Linked DNA regions of Mus musculus: regions 1 and 3 are each linked to region 2. The links are chromatin contacts, called in public promoter capture Hi-C maps. All regions are on one chromosome and are shown on one strand. The core of a region is the stretch at or near the end of the contact, and the rest is flanking DNA. Distances in the headings are between cores, read along the strand shown. Region 1 holds the start of Ptger1 (prostaglandin E receptor 1 (subtype EP1)). Region 2 holds the start of Fbxw9 (F-box and WD-40 domain protein 9). Region 3 holds the start of Il27ra (interleukin 27 receptor, alpha).

Region 1 (2,700 bases), core at 114-2,613, 1.4 Mb before region 2:
CTGTTACCCTAGTTGTACTCAGGGGACAGGCATCCATGGCACAGTGCTTCACAGAGATGTAAACCTGCCAAGCTTGTTTTGACAGTCCATTTCATCCTAGGATTTAAGGAGATCAAGGAAAGGGTGGGGTGGGACCCTGGCCAGACTTGGGGAGAGGGGAGGCAATTGGAACAAGGGGAACCAGGCCAGAGGTCTCTCTCCAGCAACCATAGGAATGTTTGGGGTAAGCCCAGCAGAGATGCTGCAGGAAGGCTGAGTGGTACTGGTTCCCTGGTACCAGGCAGGAGATGGGTATCCTGGATATAGGACAGAAGCCCTGCAGATGGCTACTTGCTATCCCTGATCACAAGCCCATTTTCAGTACTGATAGTAGAACCCAGGGCTTCATACATGCTAAGGATGTGCTCTGTCACTGAATTGTAGCCCAGGTCCTATACTGGGGTCTCGCATGTCTGCTGGGAGCAGCTGGGACCATGTGTAGTGGGTGGTTGGTAGCCAGGTTGAACCAGAGCTGTGATTATTGTGGGTAAGCCTTGGGTGCAGTGAGTTTCAGGGAGCTGTGTTCAGTGTGTGCATGGGTCTCTGGTGTATTCTTTCTTTTTTTTGGGGGGGGGGATTCAGGATAAACAGGCCTTAGAGATGTGATTATGTGTCTCAGGACAAGTTCTCGGGGTCCATGGGCATTGGTTTAAGGGAGACTACATCAGGAGGTGTGCTCTGGGGCTGGGAACAGACTTACAGTGACAGTGAGATTTACACCCAGTGCTGAGGTAAGCATCAGTTTCATATGGGGGAGGGGGGATAGATGTTACAGTCAGCAATGGTGAGTGCTATCCAGTGTTTACTCCCCATTATGACTAAGCTGACAGTGGCTGCATGTGTGCCCCTTTTCAAGACAGAAGGTGAGACATAGCTATGGATGCAGGGTGCCCTATGAATTGCCTACCTCCCCATAAGGCAGGATACAGATGATAGCCTGGCTCCCCTGAGTCATTTAGCCACCTCTCTTCACCTAGGATGACTCCCTGTTGCCCTGGTCTAGGCTGCCCACCTCTGCCCAACTGTGACAACCATAAAGGCAAGGGTAGGAGGCATTGCTAGCTCCCATCACACCCAGGCAACTCCCAACCCCTCAAGTCCAATGAGGACAACACTCCTCCACACACACACTCACTCTCCTGCCCCCCCCCGCCCCCCACGGGAACTCATAGCCCTTCCAGCCTGCCCCAGGCGATGCTCACATTTTCCAGTGTTTAGATTTTATCCACTTTATTAATGAGGCGGGCAAGAGGCCCGGGTGAGGGTGTGGGGGTTTGCTCCTGCCCCGCTGAGAGGAGGGGGGTCACAGAGACCAAACCAATTCAGAGAACCTCAGTCCTTGGCGGGAAGGAGCTGGGCCCAGTTGCCCTGACTGTTGCCAGCAGTTTTGCCCACTCAAGGCTCCCAGCCCCAGAGAGCAGACATGCATGGGGTGGAGCAGCCCCTGGAGGCCAGTGAAGTGCGGGTGGAGGCGGCACGGAGCCGAGGAGCCGCCCCAGGAAGAGGGAGCGGCCTGCCGGGAGCCAGGGAGTAGCTGGAGCAGGCAGCAGGAGCCAAGTTCCAGGCCATGGGGACCCTGCATCCTGAGCAGCACTGGGTAAGAAGCTGGGACATTGAGGATAGCAAGCCAAAGAAGGCTAGCTATAGCCCTCCTGCTCTCTTGCTGTTTAATGGCTCTCAGTCCTAGGCTGTCCATCTCCTCTCAACTAGAGAATGGGCAAGCCGGGGGCGGTTCAAATAGGGGTATGGGATGGGCATCTGAATGAGGCAATGCCAGACTGGTGAGAGATTGCCATGGAGACAAGAGAGGGCAACAGAGATGGGATTCTGGAAAAGAGCTGGGCCCATGGGATCTGAGAGCACCATAGAGTTCAGAGATGGGTTCGGGGTAGCAGGGGTCTGTGGGGACAGAGAGGACCACGGAGACCAGAGATGTGGCATAGAGGCCTTGGGGCACAAGAACGGGTCTATAGGTGTAGAGATGGGTTGTTTGGGGAAGAGATCTAACTGCAGATTGGATCAGTCTCTGGAGACAGGCACACGGCCATTGGAAGAGATGAACTATAAGTGGTGGCGTTGTTGGAACAGGGACATCAAGGACAGAGTTAAAAGGTGACCAAAGCTAGTTGTGGTGTGAGCCTTTAATCCCAAGACACAGGAGGCATAGGCAGGTGGATCTTTTGAATTTAAGGTTAGCCTGGCCAGTTCCAGGGCAAGCCAAGGAGACTTCTGAAAACGGAGAGATGGGCAGGCAGACACGAAAGTGGAAATTGGGATCAGAAATGGGCAAGGGTCTATCCCATGGGATCATGGACCAGGAAACTGATGGGGTGGAAACGTGGAGGTGGGGGTGGGGTGGAGATGAGACTAGATACCCGGGACCCGTGCCAGGTCAGTCAAGACCCCCAGCAGATACGAGGGCAGAATGAAGCCAGACACGAGATGGGGCCAGTGACAGGTGAATAGGATCTGAAATGGAGCAGCTAGGGTCATGTGGCGGTGCCCTGGGCACAGAAGGTTGGGACCCTACCTCACTGTGCCCTCTTCTTATCTACGCAGCCCTCTTGGCCACTGATATGAGCCCCTGCGGGCTTAACCTGAGCCTAGCGGATGAGGCAGCAACGTGCGCAACACCCAGGCTCCCCAATACATCTGTGGTGC
Region 2 (2,700 bases), core at 190-2,689:
GGCTACATAGTGATACCCTTAAAATCAATTAAAAAGAAAGATTATACCTGGACAGGACTGATTGTGGGGAGCTGTGACTCGTCTATGTGAAATTATCCTGGCCTACTACCTTTAGTCCTTAACCATTTATTGCCCACAGTTTTGCCTGACCTATTTGAAATTGAATCAGAGTTCCTAGACAATGGTCATTTGACCCCAAAATAAACTTAGGCGTGGAGCTTAACTGTTGAAGCCATGCAAAGTTGAAGACCTAAATTAGGATTGCCCACATCAGTGTTGGGCACAGGAGAGCAACTCCTGGTGAACAGAGACAGAAGGCTTCCTGAGGCTCACTGGCTGGCCAGCCAGTCTAGCTAAAAGTCATTAGTCAATAGCTGTTTCAAGATATAAGATGCCTGCTGTGAGAGTTGGCTCAGCACATAAAGATGTTTGCTGCCTGTTTACCTTAATTTGATTCCAGAACCTATGTAAAGGTGATGGAGAAGTGACTCCACAGAGTTGCTCTGATACATGTGACCTGTGGTGCACGGGAGCACACACAAAATTTAGGACAATAAACTAAGATGGAGATTGAAGAAGGCCTCCAACCATCTCAACCTCAGGCCTCCAAATGCGTACAAAGCATAAACTCCAGGGCTGAAACGGTCGATGGCCCATGGCTTAAGAGCACTTTAAGTGAGCGAGATAGGTGCCTTTCATTTCAACAGAGAGAGCAGAGGCAGGTCACCCACCGAATTAGAGGCCATCCTGGATTACTTGTCTAAAACAAAGCAGTTGGTCTTGGAGAAGATGAAAATTGGGTTTCTAGCATCCACAAGAGGTGATTGCCGACCTGTAAACCTAGCTTCAGGGGATTCCAAATATAAGAGTAGAAGCCGGATTAAAGGCGTGCCCACTGCCCGGGTTGAGGACCCAGTGACCATTTTTTTTTTTTAAGAATTATTTAGCTGGGTGGTGGTGGCACATGCCTTTAATCCCAGTACTCGGGAGGCAGAGGCAGGTGGATTTCTGAGTTCGAGGCCAGCCTGGTCTACAAAGTGAGTTCCAAGACAGCCAGGGCTATACAGAGAAACCCTGCCTTAAAAAAAAAAAAAAAAAAGGAGTAGAAATAAAAGATAAACGCCGGGCGTGGTGGTGCACGCCTTTAATCCCAGCACTCGGGAGGCAGAGGCAGGTGGATTTCTGAGTTCGAGGCCAGCCTGGCCTACAAAGTGAATTCCAGGACAGCCAGGGCTATACAGAGAAACCCTGTCTCGAAAAACCAAAAAAAAAAAAAAAAAAAAAAAACCATTCACACCCGCACAGGACTAGACGTCTGATTTCCAAGCAATATCTGGCAGGTGTTAGTCTCTGACGTCATCTAATGGGCGCCGGAAGTGATCTCGCGCTGCCTAGGAAACAAGACGCGGCTCTGGCTAAACCTGTACAGCCGCGCCCACCCGGGCGCCATGGATCTTTCCTCAGGGCGGAGTGGGGATCCTCGCTCTTGTGAGGAGGAATCTGACCCCGAGCCAGATCCCGACCCTGACACTCAAGCTGAGGCCTACGTAGCCCGTGTGCTTACCCCTCCCAAGCTTGGCCTGACCCCGCGGCGCTCGTCACTGCAGTCCATGTTCTCCGCGTCCCTAGGCGTGCCGGAGCGAAAGGCCGCCTCCAAAGTCCCGGCCGTGCGCCTACCGGGCCTCTTGAGCCTTCCCCCGGAGCTGCTGCTGGAGATCTGTGCCTACCTGGATGCGCGAGTCGTGCTTCAAGTCCTGCCGTGCGTGTGCCAAGCGTTGCACGACCTCGTGCGTGATCGTGTCACCTGGAGGCTACGCGCTCAGCGCCGCGTACGCGCACCCTACCCAGTGGTGGAAGGTATGCACATCCTTGGGAGACAGGAATTTTGGGGTGCTGCCTAATCCTTGTCGACCACAAGGCCACTTGGTTTCCTCAGGAAGTGCTCTGGACCTGGGATTTCTAAACTTAAAATCCAAAGATTTCCGGGTTTGCGCTTTGTTAGCACAAAGGCCCTAGCCCAAGAATTCCCAAGCTTTGGAAACAACTTGAGGCACAAGCAGCAACTAGCATAACAAAGCCTTTGACCCATGGAGTGTTGATCCAGGATTCGTTAAGAGGTTCTGAATTTCTAGACTCCCGATTGGGATCATTAATACCAGTAATCTTTCAGTTCTAGGTCTAGCCTGTCACCTTTTCTATTTTATTTTATTATTTTGGGGCAGGTTCTCATGTAGCTCCTTAGCCTTACAAGTGTTTGGGCTAGCCTTGTCATCTTTGCAGAGCTGTGTTGTTCCTTCTGCCCTTGAGGTCATTGGTTTCTGGAGGAAGAGACAACTTGAAATCGATGATTTTGAGTTTTTGCTGTTGCTTTTAAGGACAGAACTCAGGGCTTTGGCTATGCTAGGTAAATGCTTTATGACGTGTCCCATCCTCAGCATGTCTCGGACATGTTCCTGGTTCTGATATTGCTAGGTTCTCAGGCTCTTGATTCCTCTAATCTGGAAGAGTTTGATTCTTCTGCATTAGGGAGTTGCCCTCCAACCCCGAGTCAGATTTACAAACAGCTTTGATAAAACAGGTGCTTGGACCTCCTCCAGACCATTGAATGGCTGACCTGAGGTTTAGATTCTGACTTGGGAGGGGGCAGGAAGAGCGACTAGGGATAACTTAGGTAAGTTCTCTACTGCCGAGCCATATTTC
Region 3 (2,700 bases), core at 182-2,681, 1.0 Mb before region 2:
AAGCTTCCAGCCCTGCACCAACTTCATGCCTCACCCTGCTCTGCTTGGGGTCTGAATCCCTTGCTCTTAAGTCAACACCGTGACCTGAGGAGAGTGACTTAACCTCTCTGTTCTTCTTTAAAATGTATGCAGTACACCTACTTTCTGAAAGAACTCAACAGTGGGCCGGGTGACTGACAGTTTACACCCGACAGTTCACAGCTGTCATCCCAGCACACAGGAGACGAAAGCAGGATTGTTAGAGGCCAGCTTCACAGGGTAAGACCCTGTCTCAGAAAACATGCTGTTCCCCGGGGCTCCTCCCAAGGTGCTTTTTCTTTGTCCTTTACTTAGCGCAATTGAAATGAAGTTTCCAGATACACTCTCCCCTGGACCCTGAACCCCAAACCATACCAGAACCAGCTATTGTTGTTGTGATTACAAGCGCTACACTGACTTTTTTTTTTTTTTGAGACAGTTTCTTACAGCCCACGCTGATCTCAAACTTGTTGTGAAGCTGAGGTCGCTCTTGAACTCCTGATTTTCTTGCCTCCATCTTCCAAGAGCTGTGTTTGCAGGTGTGTGTCACCATGCTGCTTAGAGTGAACTCAGAAATTCAAGTTACCTGCCCGATGTCGTACAACAACGATATTAACCTGCTTTCTAGTGCTCAGCAGTTTTTCTTTGCCATGTGCCTACCGTGCTGATGGGCAGAATCAATCATGGCAGGCCTGTGCCGTCATTACTGTGGGGGTGGGGGTGGGGGTTGAGAGAGGGAAAGTGGTCAGACCTGAGTTATGCCATAAGGGAATGAGTGGGCTAGCCTGAGGGTTGTGAGAGTGTGGACCGAATTCTCAGTAGCCGGACTGAGGGGCGGGCGGTGATCCTCTTAACAAAATTCGCTTGAAATCTGAGTGACCACTTTCCGTCCTCAGTTTCCCCTAGACCACTCCAGGGTACTCACTATTTCTGACTCTGGTGATACAGCACAGGTGGAGTCTCCAGGTCGCCCAAAGGTTCCCAGGAGCAGTTCAGGATTCCCAGGGGACCGACGCTGTAGCACTGCAGTGGACCTGGACTGCCTGCAGGGGCGCAGAGAGCCGAGAGGACCGTGGTCAAGTTCCCCGGGGCCTGAACTTGCTGGACTGTGGATGCGTCCATCCTCTGGTACAGTGGTAGTGCAGTACCGGAGCGCAGGGCCTGGCACGTGCTGGGATGGCGCAGAGGGAGTCCCGGGCCCCTTTCCGACCTGCTACATCCTGTTGTCGCCCAGTTCCCGATGCCCTACAACTGTGACCCCGAGCCAGCCACTCACGAAGCTGCTCACCGTGGGGCCGCGTCCCGAGCAGCAGCGACATCAGCGACAGCAGAAGCTCCAACGGCGTGAGGCGTGCAACCCGGAGCCGGTTCATGGCTCCCAGGGACAAGTGACACCACCAGGCTTGGGGCTTACAGCCTGCGGGAAGGAAGCCACCCCGCCCCTGGCGGGAAGTCCCCAAATCCGCCCACCCCCAGCAATGATACGCACGCGTGCAAATGCTCAGAACTGAACCTTTATTTTATGTGGTGAGGAAGTCTGAGTACTGAGGACCAGGGGCTCTGTTTTGGGGTGGGGGGGAGGTTAGCCAGGGACAGTGGCGACAATTAGGGCCGGACTGAGGGTGGAGGTGGGGCAGACTCTAGTGTAGCCAGTTTAAGAAGATGGGCATCTGGTTGCTGCTGGGCTGCTGGGGGTGAGGTTGTGGCACGGAAGAACTCAGCCATGAAAAACAAGTTTCTGTTTGGCTGGATAGAGGAGGGGCCGGCAGCAAGGTGGGGAAAGGTTGGCAAGTAGTGTATGCATCTTGGCAGAGGGTCTGTAAGGAGACAGTGGACCCCTTGGTGCCTCGCCTGTAGGAATGCTCTTGAACATCGCACAGCTGACAGCAGCTTGCAGGCACGGCCCGCTTCTCCATTGCTCAACCCTGATCCTAGCACAAGCTGCTAATTTGGCTCTTGCTACAGCCCCACTCGCAGCAACTGCTGGAAAGGCCAGCCAACACATCTCTGCTGCCCCGAACCACTCCAGGTGACCCTTGCCAGCTGGCTCGACCACCGTAGAAAGCCTGGGGGGATTTGGTTAGGGCCAGCCACTCGCTGGAGCCCACCGCTTCATCCAGCTCGCTGGCCAGGTGGTCTGTATTGGCTTCTCCATCAGCGAAGAAGTCCCCTGCAAAAGCAAAGAGGAAGAATCAGGGCTTAGCCCACTTACATCTCCAGTCTGGAGGATCAAGGTTGCGGTTCTGAGTTTGATTTCATCCCCTCGAGGGTTCAAATGCTGGCTCTGTTGTCAGTTTCAGTGCTAAGCTGGACTTTCCTGTCACTGAGTTCATGCGATTCTTTATTTAATGTGGACGGCGTAGATGAAAATATGCATTTGGGAGCTAGGCTCCCTAAATCAGAATAGTAAATGACATTACTTCCGTCTCCCTCCTAGGCTCAGTTTTCTTTTCCACAAAGCAGGGGAGGGGGAGGGGAGATAATAATAACTTCTACTTTTTTTTTTTTTGGCTTTGTCAGGAGTATCAGACTGGATGCCCGCAAAAGCACAATACTATGGGATACATGAGGAGCACTCAAGTGAACACTGATCATTTATTGACCGTCTTGTTTGCTTTACCGAATTCACTTCTTCCAGCCTCTCAGTGACAGCTACTGAGTTTGCTGCTGTTGCCACCTACT

What was found. Promoter capture Hi-C pulls out the DNA fragments that hold promoters and counts their contacts.
Region 1: a contact with region 2 is called in a promoter capture Hi-C map of liver, with 2.1 times the contacts expected there. The contact joins the promoter of Ptger1 here to the promoter of Fbxw9 in region 2. A contact is called at or near these places in 1 of 39 promoter capture datasets (liver) and 1 of 9 other capture datasets (adipose tissue).
Region 3: a contact with region 2 is called in a promoter capture Hi-C map of pre-B cells, with 2.3 times the contacts expected there. The contact joins the promoter of Il27ra here to the promoter of Fbxw9 in region 2. A contact is called at or near these places in 2 of 39 promoter capture datasets (hematopoietic stem and progenitor cells and pre-B cells).

What each region holds. Positions count from the first base shown.
Region 1 is chr8:83,665,281-83,667,980 of GRCm38.p6, forward strand. Ptger1 (prostaglandin E receptor 1 (subtype EP1)) reads left to right here and starts at 1,364. Exons shown (of 3, transcript NM_013641.3): 1 at 1,364-1,636; 2 at 2,599-2,700. The coding sequence starts at 2,616. It also overlaps a transcript of Pkn1 not described here.
Region 2 is chr8:85,058,680-85,061,379 of GRCm38.p6, forward strand. It overlaps Fbxw9 (F-box and WD-40 domain protein 9), which reads left to right and starts at 1,440. Exons shown (of 10, transcript NM_026791.2): 1 at 1,440-1,857. The coding sequence starts at 1,449. A230103J11Rik (RIKEN cDNA A230103J11 gene) reads right to left here and starts at 1,781. Exons shown (of 4, transcript NR_110582.1): 1 at 1,728-1,781.
Region 3 is chr8:84,041,144-84,043,843 of GRCm38.p6, forward strand. Il27ra (interleukin 27 receptor, alpha) reads right to left here and starts at 1,432. Exons shown (of 14, transcript NM_016671.3): 1 at 1,307-1,432; 2 at 944-1,061. The coding sequence starts at 1,391. It overlaps Rln3 (relaxin 3), which reads right to left. Exons shown (of 2, transcript NM_173184.1): 2 at 1,924-2,188. The coding sequence ends at 1,950.